3 separate regions of the Mus musculus genome follow, and all the other regions are linked to region 3. Evidence: chromatin contacts called from public promoter capture Hi-C data. All regions are on one chromosome and are shown on one strand. The core of a region is the stretch at or near the end of the contact, and the rest is flanking DNA. Distances in the headings are between cores, read along the strand shown. Region 1 holds the start of Dld (dihydrolipoamide dehydrogenase). Region 2 holds the start of Rsad2 (radical S-adenosyl methionine domain containing 2). Region 3 holds the start of Trappc12 (trafficking protein particle complex 12).

Region 1 (3,523 bases), core at 663-3,162, 2.6 Mb after region 3:
GCTACTCGGATTGAAAACTGCTGTTATCAGGTACTTACTTGGTTGATCTGCATAAGTTCTTAAAGGAACTGAAGAAACTCCTTGTAGGCCATGAGATATCCGATTGAAATGGCCTTTCTAGAATAGAAAAAAAAAAGACAAAAGAAATTTTCCTGTTAAGTAAAATATAATTTTTAAAACAGGCTGGCAAAATAGCCCGCTGGCTAAAGGCTCCTGCCACCAAGGGTGACTTCCCAAGTTTAATCCGTGGGAACTATATGGTGGCAGAGACCTGACTCCCAGAAGCTGTCTTCTGGCATCCTTTCATCCTATGTTGCACGCTCATGCCCACAGGCATGTGCACAAGTAATACATGTAATTTAAAAGGTCGATGACAACTGGGGCAAATGTATCAAGCAATAATACTAATGGACTTTCTCTGCCGCAAACAGGTATCCTACCAATTTCCCTTTTTTGTCCATAATATTAAACTTTCACAATCTTACCTTGCCAGGTCTGCCTTATTATTATGAACATTCAATGAACCATTTCATATTAAATCTAATAAAAATATATTTAATGGCTTACAGTTTTATTAAAACTTCAGAAAGCATTGTTAATTTTATTGCCAAGGATCAGTTTAGTATTCTAATTAAAATCCCAAAACTTTGAATTCAGGTATTTAAGTATTTCAATGATATTCATTTCATCTGTCATTCTGCTTCCTAACAAATCTACTTAACAGTCTGTAATCACTTATAAGATCTATAAAGATGTTCTTAAGCCACCAACTGGACTAGGAAAATGTACCAACAACGGAGTGGCCTCACATTCTGGAAGTCCCACAAATTGCATCATAATCTCACACTCTCTAAGCAGTGTGACTACCATTTCCTAAGGCCAGGGCCACATAAAGAAAGCACACTTCCAGCTCCTATCACAGCGAGTAAGCAATGGACAGCAGCGACAATATACTCTGATGCAGCAAGGTTTTTTACTTGAAGACAACTTCTGCACCTGAGATCAAGATATGCCAACCAAAGAGGAACAAAGAACTGTCTGTACTGAGAGACGCGGCTCACCTTCTCCCTAAAACAGTGACATTTTGCGTGTTACATTAACTTTTAAAGACACAGACGGCTCAGCCGTGAAGAGTCTCATTTCTGTATTGTCCCTAAAGTTATCCTGCTACCCTGCCACTAGGCCTCATACATTCAATTTGGCAGCTGTCAATTGGCAGGTGAAATGGGAAAGTTGTTTGGACGACAAACCGCTGCAATTAAAACTATAAGCCCCAGGGCCTGACTGATGGCAGGGTGCACTAGTTTAGAGACGTGAATGAAAACAGATCCTTGGAGGAGGAACTCGCGGGACGGTGTGTTGGAGCTGACCACGTCTGGGCCAGTCGGGCCTCAAGGTTACTTCCCCGCCGTAGGAGAGTAGGCCACCCCCCGGGTCATTAGGATGAGGCGAAAGGTAGGAAGGGGCAGGCCGCGCGTGGCAAGGGTCATTTACTCCTCCCCGAAACTGGGGGAGGGCCCAGGCCCCTGGACCAGCGTCCGGGTCGTGTGGGGCTGCGGGCAGTCATTCCGCAGCAGGGCCCTCCCGAGCCCGGGCTCGCGCTCCCCGCTGCCTCGGGAGGCCGCACCGAGCCGGCATAGAGGCGGGGCCGCGGCGGTTCCCGGCGGCAGGCCGCGTCCGGGCCCACAGCGGGCGTCTAAGTGCCTGTGGTCCAGCATCATCCCCTCGCGGGCCGCCCTCACCTTGGCCAAGGAGCGGTACACACGACTCCAGCTCTGCATCGTCCCTCGGTCCCGTCCCTCCAACCAGGGGTTTTCACCTCCGCTGAACGCCTGGTAAGACTTATCCAAGGTCTCCCCACCCTGCGCCTGCGCAACATATACGTCATCGCCGAGGAGCAGCGCGATTGGCCCGAAAGGCAGAGGCTTTCCGGTCGCTTCGTCGTGCGCTGTCGTGAAGGGCGCTGCGCTTTGTGGCAGCTGGGGAATTGGAGAACTGTTGCTCAAATGACTGGAGTAGAGTTGCAAATTATCCTTGAAAGACGAACTAGATAAATAAAAATGTTGTTTCTTCAGTAAAGCCCACAGAAAGTAAAGTTTAAATAGGAAAGGAAGAAAAGTTTGACAACTTGACAAGCTTATGGTTGTGCTAGATATTCGTGGGCAGTAGGCTTTATCTAGCTTTACAAAAACCGTATGAACTGTTTGCATTTTCTGGATGGAGCCCTGAGAGGTTAAAGAAAGCAAAGGAGAGGTAACTGCAGCTCTACGAACAAAGGCTTTGATTTTAACGGCTGGTTTACAATCTCTGTTCTCGAAGGCAATGGAAAGGATAGGCTTGAACCTTTCTTCACCAACATCCTGTTCTGAAAACTGCGCTAACAAAAAGTATAGAAAACAAGCTCCCTTCTATTTTTGTATTTTGAAAGCACGCCTCCCTTGTAGAAGAAACTAGAAGGGTTGGGATGGTGGGTGAGGTGTTAGGTTTTCATTGAGAGTGCACCTAAAAGATTGCTAACTGTTGTCTATAAGATTGAGCACAGAGCCTGGCGTGGTGGGCTACGCCTTTAATCCCAGCACTCGGGAGGCAGAGGCAGGCAGATTTCTCAGTTCGAGGCCAGGCCAGCCTGGTCTACAGAGTGAGTTCCAGGACAGCCAGAGCTCCCTATCTCGAAAAACAAAAACAAAAACAAAAAAAAAAAAAAAATTGAGCACAGAGATTTAAGGTCTGATACCACTTTGTAATAACAGTCTCTAGTTTAAACCTTAACTCTATACTTCTCAAAAGTTTACAGCCCAGGCACTGTACTGAACTCCATAGAGTTAGGGATTAGATGAATATTACTTCTTACCTATCTATGCCCATTTAGAAGGAAAAAGACATGAATAAATGATTTTTTAATGTTATGACGAAAGCTAGCTGTTACCAAATATTAATCACCACCACAACCCCTTTTTGGTTTCTTGAGAGAGTGTCTCATGTGTCCCAGACTGGCTTCAAACTCAATATAGAGCTTAGAATGACCTTGAATTTATAGTCCTCTTGCCTTCATCTCCTGAGTGCTGGGATTACAGGTGCCCACCACCATGTGTTGCTGATTGCTGGGAACGGAACCCAGAGCTTCTAGTATACCAGGCAAGCATTCTTCACCTGAGTTACATCTTAAGCCCTTGTTTTCCCCTTTCATAAGATAAGAGATTGTTCAGCTGGACAGATGGGTATTCAGAATAGCATTGTCTTTTCCGGGTCCCATACAGCTAAAGGTAGACGTATGATCAAATACTGGTCAATGATCTCCATTTATTGTTGCATCCAACTCGACCAGCAAGGAAAACGCAACCACCGGTTCTTCTTAAAGCAGTTTACTCAGGCAGCTTCTCTCTTCAAATCCCCCGCCTCTCGGGGTACAAGTGTTTTTATCCACTCAAGCCATAACCACGCCTCAACCAATCACCACAGGTCACATCACCTCACCAGGAAGGCTTGCTCAGCCAATCAGGGATTAAGGGCTAGCCATCCACCA
Region 2 (3,602 bases), core at 422-2,921, 2.3 Mb before region 3:
GCTGAGTGGTCCTATGTACTGTATGATTCCATTATCACAGCACAGAATCAGGCGAGTCTGACGTGAGCATCAGAAACTGCTTGGGAGTTCCCATGTGGTCAGTGTGGTGACTGGAGGCCAGAGTGTACCTGGAGCACTGGCCAATGACTTTTCTCTTTCCCAGCTGTGCTCCAGGGAGAATTCTTGGCTGAGTGAGTCAGCTGGAAGTGCAGCTAGCATGCTTGCCGCCTAGACACATCTGCTGTGCTTCAGTTAAAGGGTAGCCAGAAAGATAAGGTAGTCTCTAGGTGAGCAGGTGTTCTGGAAAGAGTAGAAGGGCGGAAGGGAGGGAAGGAGGAAGGGGAGGTTCAGAGGAGAAGATGCTGTATTTGAACTTCACTGCTTAATGCATACCTGAGACTGGTTGATAGAGTACGACAGCAAGTCTTGGGAAGAAAATCCCATAACACACCTGTCGAAAATATTTTAAGGCTCCCATGGGGCTGGAGAGGTGGCTCAGTGTGTAATACACAGGCTGGACAGCTCTGAGAATGTGTGTTTAGATCCCCAACACCCAAGTGAACCTGAAACATGGTAGTGGGAGTTTGTACTGCTGGCCCTCCTCCTTCCAGATGGGAGGAAAGACAGGACAATCTGCAAGGATTGAATGCTAATCAATATTGTACATTAGCAGCGAACCAAAGGTAAATCCTGTCTCAAACAGGATTTGACAAGGCTAAGACTGAACTAACACCTGAAATTGTCCTATGATGCTCATAGACTTGCTGTACCCAGCAGCAGACTGAGACACATACACATGAATACACAAACTCTCTCACACACACACACACACACACACACACACACACACACACACACACACACACACACATCATGTGTACACACAGATTGTTTTTTAAAGAGAGAGAGAAGTTTCCATCAATGAATACAGATGGAACAGGGTGAAACTTCTGCCAGGTTGTTTACATAGAGGACTTGGGTCTCCACACACCCACCCCTTCCTCACTTAGTGTTTCTGGAAATCAGATTTCTCTGGGAGAACTCTGTTCCAAACACAAGGATGAATAGGGGTCACTGACCACACACCTCTGCCAACAAGAGTGAGTTCCATGGTCCTGGCCAGGCCAACTCCCAGCCTGGAGGTCCTTCCTGGCTCCCTGGTGCTCCTTTCTCATTCATGCAAATCTGCCTGTTCCCTGGTGTGGCAAATTTTCATGGAGCCCTTCCCATGCCTATCCTATGCACAACTGTCCTGGACCATCCTGGCTTCTGTCTGGTCCAGGAACTTACCAGCCTGTTTGAGCAGAAGCAGTCCTCGCTTGGCCTCCTCCAGGGGCAGCACGAAGGATGTCTTGGCTGTGTGGAAGCAGAAGCCACATTTGTAGTTGCACTGACGAGTGAAGTGGTAGTTGACACTCACGGGGGTTGTGGGCTGAGTGCTGTTCCCATCTTCCTGGGTCTCCTGGGTGTCCTCCGGCTCACCCCGGACCTGTGGCTGTTCCTTCCCGGGATCTAGCCACCCTAATGCTATTCTCAGCCAGCAGAACAGGATGGCCAGGCCACTCCAGAGGGAACCCAGCTGCTGCTGGAACAGGCTCAGCAGCCGAGCAGCTAGAGCAGTGGGCACCAGCATCCCCATGGTGATAGGCACACACCTGCTGCTGCCTGTAAGGGCTTATAAACTGTGGCCCAGCTAGCCACGCCCCCAAGCATTTGATCACTGTGTCACAAGGAGGAGGGAAACACCTCCCTTGACTCAGTTAAACAGAGTTTCTGTTTTCTGAAAATGAAAGTTGGACCAGAGCCAAGACTGAACCTTAGGACGCGCAGGCCAACTCACTGCCTTTCCTTGGCTTCCGGCTGCCCCTATAACCCCTGTAAACATCTGTCCTGATGACGCTGCAAGAATTCCAGCAGCCACGAGTTTCTGAAACAAGTTTCTTACAGACAGACATATAGCTGCATCCTTGCAGGCTGTTATTTTAACAAACAAACAAAATATTTGCATTAAGCCTCTTACAACGATTATCTATGCACACTCAACAATTTTTAAATATTCTGCTCTTTCCCCGCCCACCCACCCCCAAACAAACAAACAAAACAAAACAAACTCACCAAAACCCTAGAGTTTTGTAACTTGGTATGTTTATAGCTTGGTATGTAGCAAGTCAGTTGTATGTTGACCTTGACAGTGCCTGGCAACATTCTCAAAAGGACTCAAGACTGGTATATTCCAGGCAAACACAACAGAGAAATTTGGCAAAGTAAATTTAGTCATTTTATGTTTTTAAAACCTTTTTATTGAATACAATATAATAATACAATAATACAATATATTCTCATGTTTTCTTCTTTTCCATTCCTTCCAGATGCTCTCCACCTCCCTACCCACCCAACTTTATATTCTTTTTTAAGCTACTTTTTAACATATATTTTATTAGATATTTTCTTTATTTACATTTCAAATGTTATCCCCTTTCCTAGTTTCCCCTCCGAAAATCACCCATCCCCTCCTCCTCCCTCTGCTCCACAACCTACCCACTCCCATTCCTGGCCCTGACATTCCCCTATACTGGGGCATAGCACCATCATAGGACCAAGGGCCTCTCCTCCCATTGATGACTGACTAGGCCATCCTCTGCTACATATACAGCTAGAGCCACAAGTCTCACCATGTGTTTTCTTTTATTGGTGGTTTAGTCCCTGGGAGCTCTGGGGGTACTGGTTGGTTCATATTGATGTTCCTACTATGGGGCTGCAAACCTCTTCAGCTCCTTGGGTACTTTCTCTAGCGCCTTCATTGGGTACCCTGTGCTCCGTCCAATGGATGATTGTGAGCATAGCCATTTTAAAACTTGATTCCTTAATAATTGGTTCTTTTTTTAATGTTATTAAAGGACATATGGAGTAAATATTTCTCAAACTCCTCCATTTAAAGTTTTGCCAGTATGGTACAATGCTACAATCCTGAGAGTCACACTCTGTCTGCAGCACGTGGCTGGTGCCTTACCTCTAGGCAAGCTCCTGTGTTTCAGTAATAAGGTTCCTTGGGGCAACACATCTAACTTGCTTGGCTCAGTTCCTGGACCTCTCCTCTTTTGATGTCCCTCTGACATCTTTCGTTGGGAGCTCTGTGTTCTCAAGCTACTTCCTTTGTGTTGTTTCTAGTTCTTCCAGTGTCTGGGGAAGAAGAGAGAGTGCTTGCATACTCTTCTCACAGCCTAAGTGAAGGAAGGTCCAGACAATGCCATGGCTAACGACTGCAAGCCTGCAAGAGTTGGTAAGTGCTGTTTGAGGCACATTAAGAACCAACATCAGGCTTTGAAATTCTATCTCTATCCTTTAGTCACCTGTAAAGCCTCTACAAATAGAAGTTTGTCTATTTAACATCGGATGAATACTCTGTTTCCCATTCTCCCTCCTTTGCCTCTAAGGCATCTGCTTTCTCCTGTAAAGAAAGAGAATGCAGTTTGTCTGTCCCTTATCAAACTGGATATGAGAGGGGTTCTTATTTCCTAGTTTGTTTGTCAGATATGGGGATATTTGCATAGCATGTGATGAAGGGGTCTTGGGGACATGGACCAAATATGACAATGACATTC
Region 3 (3,313 bases), core at 393-2,892:
AGTAACAACACAGCACTGCAGGCGTGCGCCAGTTAGCGCATCCATTTACTTGTCAAATGGATGCTTGGGTTCCTTCTAGCCTCGAGCAATCGTGCACAGTGCTTCTGTGAACAGGATGTGTGTCTGTGTGTGTGCGTCTTTGAGACTCTAATTTCAATTCTTTGGTACAGCAAATTCCTATTTCAATGCCCAGAAATCAATGTGCTAGATCATGGCCATCAAATTTTTCTTTTGAGACTGGGTCTTATGTACCCAAAGCCACAGTAAACTTAACTGTTGCTATGTATCAAGGACCACTTTGATCTCTCTCTCTCTCTCTCTTCCCCCCCGCCCCCCGACAGGGTTTCTCTGTATAGCCTGTCCTGGAACTCTCTCTGTAGATCAGGCTGGCCTTGAACTCAGAAAACTGCTTGCCTTTGACTCCCAATTGCTGGGATTAAAGGCATGCACCAACACTGCCCGACCACTTATTTGTTTTTAAAGAGAGAGTTTCTCCAAGTAGCCCTGGCTGTCCTGGAACTCACTCTGTAGATCAGGCTACCCTCGAACTCAGAGATCAGTCTGCCTGTGCCTCCTGAGCGCTCAGAGAAAAGGACCACCACTGCCAAGAGCAATCACAGACCTGCAGTTCCTTCCTGCAACAGCATACACACACTCCGATTTCACCACACACTGGCTGGCTGATACTTTTTTTTTTTTAACATTTATTTAGCTTTTTAATATGTGTGAGAGTTTGTTTTTATAAATCAAGGTCGTAGGTAACCTAAGCTGGCCTTAAATTTGTTATATAGCCTAAGACGACTTTGAACTCCTGAACATCCTGCCTCTACTTCTCAAATGATACAGGCTCAGCACCAACACCTCGTCTTACTGTATTTATTCATTTGTCTATTTATGGTCAGAAGACAATCATGTGGAAGAACAACTCTTCTTCCATCGTGTGGGTCCTGTGGATGCAGCTCAGATTATCAGGAATGGTGACAGACACTGAGCCATCCTGTCAACCCTTGTTTTAGTTTTTAGACTCTATTCATTCTTTCTTTCTTTTGAGGGGGTTGGGGTGTCTCCCTATTTAGCCCAGACTGACCTCAAACTTAAAATATTCCACATCACAATCTCCCGAATGCTTACAGGAAGGAATCACTTTTCCCACACAACACTACTCATTCGTCAGTGGTCAGGTTATGTCTATGGCACCCCATCCTCTATCTCTTAACCCCGACTCTGGCTTACTGCAGTGCTTCATTTATTGTGGGGCTATGACACACCGAGGTCGACAGGAGCAAAAGTTGGGGCAAACCAAAAACATAGCTCGAACACTGGTGATGTAACACGGGCACCTTCTAAGCATGCTAACGAACCCGCACTTTATACACATAAAACCGAGGTCAGGAGGGTGTGTACCTTGTCCAAAACCACAGGGAGCACACAGAATTGGCTAAAGCCCGAAGGAGCCAGCCCCTCGTGGGGCTACTCTGCGTGGCCGAGAGCGGTTGATTACGCGAGGACGCCGCCCTCTGTGGGAAGGTCAAGGGTACCGGCGACCCTCCTCACTGCGACCCGCTCCTCACCTGCCACCCGCCCCTGAGGTCGGGTCACCCACAGGCGAAAAGGGTCCGAAGAGATGACGGAAGACCGGAAGTAAACTCAAGATCCAAGGTCCCGCGCGTTTGTGCGTCTGCGTGTGCTGGCCGCGGAGACCCGACTTCCGCACATGCTCAGTTTGGGAGCCGCTAAGCTCTCCACTGGAAGCCGGGCGCATATCCGGCTCAAGAGCTGTGGGCGGGGCCTAAGGCCAAACTGGGTAGGGGACAAGGATGGTCCTGGAGATTGAAGAAAATCGTCTGTCCTTGGGCCTGTCACCAACCAAGGATGTTTTTTCCTAGGATTTTATCTTTGTGCTAGTTGATTCTCCACGTTTCCCCCCTTGTGTCTGTGGCAGTGTGTGCTAACATCCGTAAAGTTGCGGGGAGGAATTAAGGAGTCAAGAGTCAGCCTTGCTTGCTGAACTCATGGTTGGTTGAGAATCGTCCTCAAGTCAAGAACCTTGCTTTCTTGATTTTCTGTGTCACATTTCTATGACAACGTAAAAACACAGCTCTCATCTCAAAGGGAAGAAGAATTTATTCTGTGAGTGACTATAGCTTGGGAACATAGATTCAGGTCACCGTAGATTCTGCCCTACATGATAACAATTTGATGAAGTTTTACAGTAACAACCAAAAATACCTACTTCTTAAGCACACTTCGGAAGCAGTGGGTAGGTGGGTAGGTCTCAGGTGCTATCTCATGACTTTCATAGCTTTGGGATCGGTGGAAGCTAGTTGCCAGAGGTTTTATCAGAAAGTCAAGGTAAGACAAAGGTGGGCAATGGATGACTACTAAGGGGGCTAATGGTAGCATCACAGAAACTGCTGTCATGAAGGTCAGTCAAGAGATAATGGCAAAGTCAAAACACAGAAGAAACGCGTGTGGAGATCCAGAACTTCATAGAACCAAGACAGTTCATTTCCTATGGTGCATTCTTGCAGTATTTTCCATGCCAGGTCCTAGAGCCTTCTGTCTCTGAGAGCTCTGGACAGTTTAGATCGTGGGCTTAGTTGTGTCTCTGTGCAGGACTGGGTGGTTACGTGAAGTGCACACCGCTCGCTGTATGTCACTGCCCACTTACACCATCACCACAGTCTTGACTCAAGCTTGCAGCATCTTATCTTTAAATGGACATCTAAGAGCCTGCTTCTGAGGCTGGATCGAAGGTCCTGGCAGTGGGTTGGGCAGTGCTCTGGTGCTCAGGACCACGGTTTAGGAGTAAAGCTCTGCCAACCATAATGCCAAGTTAACTGTTCTCTTTAGGGCTCAGATCTTTGGAACTTGAGGGAGCAGCGCAGGATAAGAGCGCCGCCCTGATGGACGTCCATTCCCGCTGCTTTTGCTCCGGGCCCGGCCTTCCAACCCAGGATCTCCTGTAGCTGCTGGGTCTCATGAAAGGCCAAATGAGCATGCGCAGAATAAAGGCCCAGCTGCCATTGGCCACCGGGGAGGAGCGTATTGATGACGCGACGAAGAAAACAGGAAGTGAGCCGTCAGGGAGCCGGTCTGGGTCTCGTAGTCCATTTTTCAGGCGGGGAATGAATGGGTTCTGAGCGATCCCTGGTGAGGGGGGACTCGAGCTCTGAGGCGTGAGTAGCTGGGTAGGCAGAGTATCATGGAAGACGACGCCCCGGTGATTTACGGGCTGGAATTCCAGGTGAGCATGGCGGAGTCGGTGAGGTGCCGCCTGTGCCTGGCCCTCACCAGAGAGCGCCCACACTCA

The links. Promoter capture Hi-C pulls out the DNA fragments that hold promoters and counts their contacts.
Region 1: a promoter capture Hi-C map of pre-B cells shows a contact between it and region 3, with 11 times the contacts expected there. The contact joins the promoter of Dld here to the promoter of Trappc12 in region 3. A contact is called at or near these places in 4 of 39 promoter capture datasets (liver, neutrophils and pre-B cells) and 2 of 115 datasets of contacts at active chromatin or transcription factors (large pre-B cells and thymic regulatory T cells).
Region 2: a contact with region 3 is called in a promoter capture Hi-C map of pre-B cells. The contact joins the promoter of Rsad2 here to the promoter of Trappc12 in region 3. A contact is called at or near these places in 5 of 39 promoter capture datasets (the HPC-7 cell line, hematopoietic stem and progenitor cells, hippocampal neurons and 2 more) and 2 of 115 datasets of contacts at active chromatin or transcription factors (astrocytes and stem cell-derived neural progenitor cells).

What each region holds. Positions count from the first base shown.
Region 1 is chr12:31,349,559-31,353,081 of GRCm38.p6, forward strand. It overlaps Dld (dihydrolipoamide dehydrogenase), which reads right to left and starts at 1,913. Exons shown (of 14, transcript NM_007861.5): 1 at 1,743-1,913; 2 at 39-117. The coding sequence starts at 1,781.
Region 2 is chr12:26,454,781-26,458,382 of GRCm38.p6, forward strand. It overlaps Rsad2 (radical S-adenosyl methionine domain containing 2), which reads right to left and starts at 1,672. Exons shown (of 6, transcript NM_021384.4): 1 at 1,291-1,672. The coding sequence starts at 1,639.
Region 3 is chr12:28,748,758-28,752,070 of GRCm38.p6, forward strand. Trappc12 (trafficking protein particle complex 12) reads right to left here and starts at 1,643. Exons shown (of 12, transcript NM_178811.5): 1 at 1,405-1,643. Eipr1 (EARP complex and GARP complex interacting protein 1) reads left to right here and starts at 3,062. Exons shown (of 9, transcript NM_201357.3): 1 at 3,062-3,247. The coding sequence starts at 3,206.